Regions from separate parts of the Hordeum vulgare genome. Here region 2 is linked to region 1. Evidence: chromatin contacts called from public Hi-C data. All regions are on one chromosome and are shown on one strand. Each heading gives the region's core, a stretch centred on a gene start, on an enhancer-like site or on the middle of the called end of the contact. The rest is flanking DNA. Distances are from core to core; before and after follow the strand shown. Region 1 holds the start of LOC123399994 (lysine-specific demethylase JMJ705-like). Region 2 holds the start of LOC123397726.

Region 1 (3,382 bases), core at 170-2,669:
AGTATACGTGCCCGGCCCGGACCGACCCGACCCGACACGACCCGACCGTAAATAGGCCCCGCACGACACGACCCGTCTAGGCACGAATATTAGCTGGGCCGTGCCGTATCGACCGACATGCGCAGCCTCCAGTCCCAAACACGACACAGGAGCTATACGGGCTAGCCCGTGGACACGCGAGGCCCGGTTTTGACCAATTTTAGGTTATTTTTGACCAATTTGACACATTGGACACATTGGGCTAAATAAATATAAATATAAAATATAAACTGTAAACAGTCCGTGCTATGCCGGCCCGCGTGCCAGCCTTCAGGTCGACCCGACACGAGGTGGGAGTCACTAGTTAGCGAGCGCTCCTTCAAAAGTCTCCCACCAAGCAGTTTCGCGCACTGCCATTTGGCGCGTTCTCAGCCGCCGCCATGTGTCGACCTCTCAACGTTTCTTTCGGATTTCATTTTTTTCGCACGCGTTTTTGGCTATTTGGATTGGTTTTTTTTCTCATTTTTTGGTGTTCCGCTTTTTGAACAGTCTTTCTTAGCCTTTTGACGAAAATATAAAAAAAATCATTTTTTTTACGAAAAGACGTGTTTTCTATTTTTTCGTAAGAGGCATGGTTTTTTGCTTTCGTAACAGGCACGGTTTCACGTTTTCTGTTTTTTTAGAGAGTCACGGTTTTGCTTCTTTGGAGAGGCATAATTTTATTTTCATGAGAGGCACGGTTTTACCTTCGCGAGTCGTGCCTCTCGAAAAGGAAAAAACGCGTTTTCTGTTTTATTTTCTGCGAGAAGCACGATTTTGTTTCCGCGAGATGCACGATTTTGCCTTTGTAAGAGGCACGCGTGTGTCTCTCGAAAATGAGTTTTTTTTTCGTGAGAGGCATGATTTTGCTTACGTGAGAGGCATGATTTTGCCTTAGTGAGAGACATGAGGCACTGCCTCTCTAAAAGGAAAAACACGAAAAACGTGTTATCTTTTTTTTCTATAGTGAGAAGCACGGTTTTTTAGCCCGGTTTTTTCTTGAATATTTTTTATCAAAATTTATCAACATGAGATTTAATTTTAAAAATCTCGATGCGAGAAATCCAAGGATGAAAACAATTCGAGATTTGGACGCACGGTTTAGAAGATAAAACGTTTTGAAGATACGAATCTACGAAAAAAGAGAATACTTGAAAGTTACGACAAGCGCCATTTGTCGCAAGAAAATAAAAGTTATCTTTAAAAAGAATACTCCTAATTTTTTTTTGAGGGGTAAAAGAATACTCCTAATTAATTAGTGATTTCGACATGAATGCATGCCTAACACCACGATCCGTTTAAATTGTGCAGGCTGCTCGCATGTTTAGCCCGGCCCGTTTAGCCGACTATAGCGGAAATCCCCACCCCTTCCCTTCACATCTCTCTCTCCTCCAACCCTTTGTCTCTGACTCTCTCTCTCTCTTTCTCTCACTACCCCCAAAGCAGCAGAAGCAGCAGCAAGCACCAAGCGAGCAGCGAAGCCGATTCCCCAAATCGCCTCCCACATGCAATTCCTCGCCTGAAGAAACCCTACCTTACTCCACCGCCGCTGTCGCCGCCATGTCGCTGCCACCGGTGGACCCGCCGGAGTGGCTGCGCACACTACCCGTGGCGCCGGAGTACCGCCCCACCCTCGCGGAGTTTGCTGACCCCATCGCCTACATCCTCAAGATCGAGCCAGAGGCGTCTCGCTACGGCATCTGCAAGATCGCCCCACCGCTCCCGGCGCCGCCCCGGGAGGCCACCGTTCAGCGCCTCAAGGCCTCGTTCGCCTCCAATGCGGCCGCTTCCGCTGCCGGCGACGCTGGCCCCACCTTCCCGACGCGGCTCCAGCAGGTGGGCCTCTCCACAAAGAACCGCCGCGGTGCTAACCGTCGCGTATGGGAGAGCGGCGAGCGCTACACCCTGGAGGCCTTCCGCTCCAAGGCCCGCGACTTCGAACTCCCGAGGCACGCGACACCGCCAAGGCACGCGACGCCCCTCCAGCTCGAGGCGCTCTTCTGGGGCGCTTGCGCCGCGAGGCCATTCAATGTCGAGTACGGCAACGACATGCCGGGGTCCGGCTTCGTCAAACGGGAGGTACTAGACCTGGACACTGACAATCCGGCAGGGCCGCCCAGGGACGTCGGCGAGACGGACTGGAACATGAGGGTGGCTCCGCGCACTCGGGGTTCGCTGCTGCGAGCGATGAGCCGGGACGTGGCTGGCGTCACGACGCCGATGCTGTACGTGGCGATGCTCTACAGCTGGTTCGCTTGGCACGTGGAGGACCACGAGCTGCATAGCCTCAACTACCTCCACTTCGGCAAGCCCAAGACCTGGTACGGTGTGCCCCGAGATGCCATGCTTGCTTTCGAGGATGCCGTCCGCGTCCATGGGTACGCGGACGACCTCAACGCTATCAGTGAGTCCTCTGTTCCACTATGCTTTTACTTTACTTCTGTTTCTTGCTTACAAGGGCTTGAATTCTATTTGACTTACTTGAAAAGTATAGGAAGTGTTTCATTCTTGACTTGTAGAGTCAAAACCTTGTTTTGAATTGTCAAATTCTGCTGCCAATTGGGGATATAACTGACATGTCGGTAGTGTGAGGCTATCAGCAACTTCAGATGAGCAATGTGCAATTGCAACAACGTGTAAATTAACCAGGAACCATTGCCCTTCAATATGCAATTTATGGCTCTGAAAAAAAATACTAGCGAATATGCAATCTGGAAAATGAACTTATCAAGTAGATACAATAGGTACTAATTTCAAATTGAACCATTGCAACCTCAATGATCATAGGAGGTTGCACTGCGACACGCTGGTAGGAGCAGTGCAGAGGTTGTGATTTGTGGCTAGGGACTGAGAGACAAGTGAGAGATTTAAGAAGGGTAAGCTGATCTTGAGAAGGGGAGCCTATGCATGCTCGATTTGTTTGGTAAACTGACTTCTACTTTAGTATGACATGTGATGTGGGGGGCTGCACAACACAACTTGGCGATCAACTCTGTTGGAATATTGAATAATAAACACATAAAACGGTGTTTTACCTCCGCCCCTATCTCCCTCCTTGGCGCAACTGTGCCGAAGCCCAAATATCCTTGCCCTCACCCTCCACCTCTCATAACTCCCCTATCAGAACCTCAGCACGTGATAGACCTATCTGAAATGACAGTGCACACTGCATGCACAAGGATATGTCTATCAATCAAACCATCCTTCATAGTAATGAAATCCATTCTGGCTCCAAAACCTCTTTTGCATTTTCAAGGTATCTTAAGCATCATAAAATTGGGGCTGCTAGATTGCAGAACATGTAAAATTGAGCCAATAACATATATGTCATGAGCAAGACATCAATGATAGCGGTTGAACAAAT
Region 2 (3,041 bases), core at 30-2,529, 340 kb before region 1:
GTTCATCACTTGTAACCAATCTCCGTCTCGCGACTCCGATTGGTACTTGTAAGGTTGCTAGTAGTGTTGATTAGTCTTTGTAGTTGATGCTAGTTTGATTATTTGGTGGAAGAGTTTATGTTCAGATCCTTGATGCTACTCATTACCTCTCTGGTCATGAATATGATTATGCTTTGTGAGTAGTTACTTTTGTTCCTGAGGACATTGGGATAAGTCATGCTAATAGTAGTCATGTGAATTTGGTATTCGTTCGGTAATTTGATATGTTGTATGTTGTTTTTCCTCTAGTGGTGTTATGTGAACGTTGACTACATAACACTTCACCATTATTTGGGTCTAGAGGAAGGCATTGGAAAGTAGTAAGTAGATGATGGGTTGCTAGAGTGACAGAAGCTTAAACCCTAGTTTATGTGTTGCTTCGTAAGGGGCTGATTTGGATCCACTAGTTTAATGCTATCGTTAGACTTTGTCTTAATTCTTCTTTCGTAGTTGAGGATGCTTGCGAGAGGGGTTAATCTTAAGTGGGATGCTTGTCCAAGTAAGGGAAGTACCCAAGTGCCGGTCCACCCATATATCAAACTATCAAAGTAACGAACGCGAATCATATGAACATGATGAAAACTAGCATGACAGAAATTCCCGTGTGTCCTTGGGAGCGTTTTTCCTCCTATAAGACTTTGTCCAGGCTTGTCCCTTGCTACAAAAGGGATTGGGAGACTTTGCTGCATCGTTGCTACTTTTGTTACTTGTTGCTTGCTACGAATCATCTCACCACACAATCACTTGTTACCGATAATTTCAGTGCTTGCAGATATTACCTTGCTGAAAACCACTTGCGAGATCCTTCTACTCCTCGTTGGGTTCGACACTCTTACTTATCGAAAGGACTACGATTGATCCCCTATACTTGTGGGTCATCACAGCACTATAGCCGGTCAAATCGCACACGTTTTTTGATTTTAAAAACTTGTTGCCGTGTTGAGTGTGATTTCCCTCTCTGCTATGCCTAGCGCCTCTGCATAGTGCGCACACCCCTTGCGCACGTCCGAAAACCTTTCCTGAACCCGTAACGTACGGTTGTGACCATTGAGTGTGGATCATCTCCGTAATACCGGAAACCATCATCGGTTTTGCAATTGGACTCCCCCAGCTTATTATCTCGACTGTCTGATTTAGATCAAAGGGTCTTACTAGCCCCTAAACTTCTCACTATACGTGTATATATATATATATGCCTTAACCCTACACCAATCCCTAGAATTCCTCTCTTGTCCGATTGTTGCGCCACCACCCACGCCTTCTTCATTGGGATCTCCTCCACCTCCACTCACATCCACCACGCAACCACCTAGTCACCTCAAATTATACACCAAGCCAGCTAGCGAGCTAGGCAGGTCCATCTCCCGCATGCACCCGCATCCAGCGCCGGTCTACCCGCATCCGCTCCTTGCCCTGTGCCCGAATCCGATAGGATGTCACCGCGTCTCGTCACGCACCTCTCTGAGTTCCTTGTCCCCAAGCCTTCCTAGTTCCTACTCTAGCCGCCGCCTCGTGCTGCTCGTCGGAGTACCAGCAACGTCAAGCAGAGAGCCGCCGGAGCACCAGACCAAGCAGCAGCGCCACCACGCCAAGTACAGTGCTATGTCTCCCCATGCTCGAATCCCGCTCTCTCTTTCTTCTTCCTTCCCATGTTTGTTCTCTGAACTCTCTCTGTCCCTTTCTTTCTTCAGGCACCAGCAGCGCCATGGTGCACATGGACCTCGCCGCTCTTCCAGCGAGGTCAACTTGCTGCGTGAGCACCGGCTCCGCAGGCCTGTCGCGCCCCATCACCGCTCTCCTCCTTCCCTCTCTCTTATCTCTCCCGGAGCTTGTCATCCATCGCCCCCATGCCGTCGTACCTCGCCGCTGTCGGGAATGGGACGTTCGCCCCCAGATCCAGCCTTGGCGCCCATCTATGACCCCGACCTTGTGGACTCCCGTCGCCGCGCTGCGGTCCCAAACACCGGCGCCCTCTTGTTTCCCGTCGTGAGCATCTTAATTCTAATATGAAATTCAGGTTTTTCCTAGATCCATTCTGCCATATTGATGTTAAATGTTGTTGTCTTTGTTATCCTTCATGAGCATACTTGTAGCCGAGATGGCTAGTGCAGCCACACCTCATTCATGGGTCCCCCGGTTCGAGTCCCAGATTCATGTCATGTTAATTTGATGCATCTCTTATATGTAGCACATGATCAGTTGAGAGGGTCATTCCATCGTGCCACCAGCTAGGTCGTGGGATCGACTACTAGCGAGAACCCAAAAACCTTTTGCATGTTTATTTATTTTTCACACGCACAAATATGACTTAGGCCTCATTCGCTACTGGTCCGCTGCACCGTCTTGCTTCTCTCCCAAGCATTTTTTTTCTCCCTGTGTATTTATCATTTTCTAGTGCATGCATATTTTTCAGAAAAAGACTTTGTTCTAAAATGTTAATAACGAATTAAGCATGCACCGGATTAAAAAAATTATATATGAAAATATGTTCAGAATTTTGTGTACATTTACAATATCCAACTTACGTCCATGACAAAAAGGTTTAGCTTGTTGTTTTAATTTAATTTACATAAATGTCATGTTTAAACTATTTATTTTGTAACTAAGTAACCATAGCTCCGACTAAAATGTTTCATATATGTAACTTGACTAGAAAAATATGGAGAATCACATGGTGGCATTTATTTTACTGTTTAAAAACTTAAAAATTGTGCTATAGGCAGAAAAGTATTGTAAATCCAAATTCTGAACATGGGGACTTTAAGGAATTGTTATTTGTTGTTCCGGTCTCATTTAAACTTTTCTAGAATTTCATGTAGTTCCATAATATCATGTTGTATCTCTGATTTAAAATGTTTTTGGGTGTCGCTTGCATGCATTTTGCATTCATGGCATATTAATCTTGTGTTGGTCATATCTTTTAGACTGTAACTCTGTTCTAGATGATCTATATATGTAAATCGACTAGAATGACTTTAAAATTACATGGTGTACTTTATTTT

Evidence for each region. A called contact is a pair of places that touch in the nucleus more often than the background predicts.
Region 2: a Hi-C map of leaf shows a contact between it and region 1, with 3 times the contacts expected there. The contact joins the promoter of LOC123397726 here to the promoter of LOC123399994 in region 1. A contact is called at or near these places in 2 of 6 Hi-C or Micro-C datasets (leaf and seedling).

The regions. Positions count from the first base shown.
Region 1 is chr5H:222,136,120-222,139,501 of MorexV3_pseudomolecules_assembly, reverse strand. It overlaps LOC123399994 (lysine-specific demethylase JMJ705-like), which reads left to right and starts at 1,419. Exons shown (of 7, transcript XM_045094384.1): 1 at 1,419-2,422. The coding sequence starts at 1,579.
Region 2 is chr5H:222,477,423-222,480,463 of MorexV3_pseudomolecules_assembly, reverse strand. It overlaps LOC123397726, which reads left to right and starts at 1,279. Exons shown (of 2, transcript XM_045092264.1): 1 at 1,279-1,631; 2 at 1,731-2,516. The coding sequence starts at 1,408. The coding sequence ends at 2,049.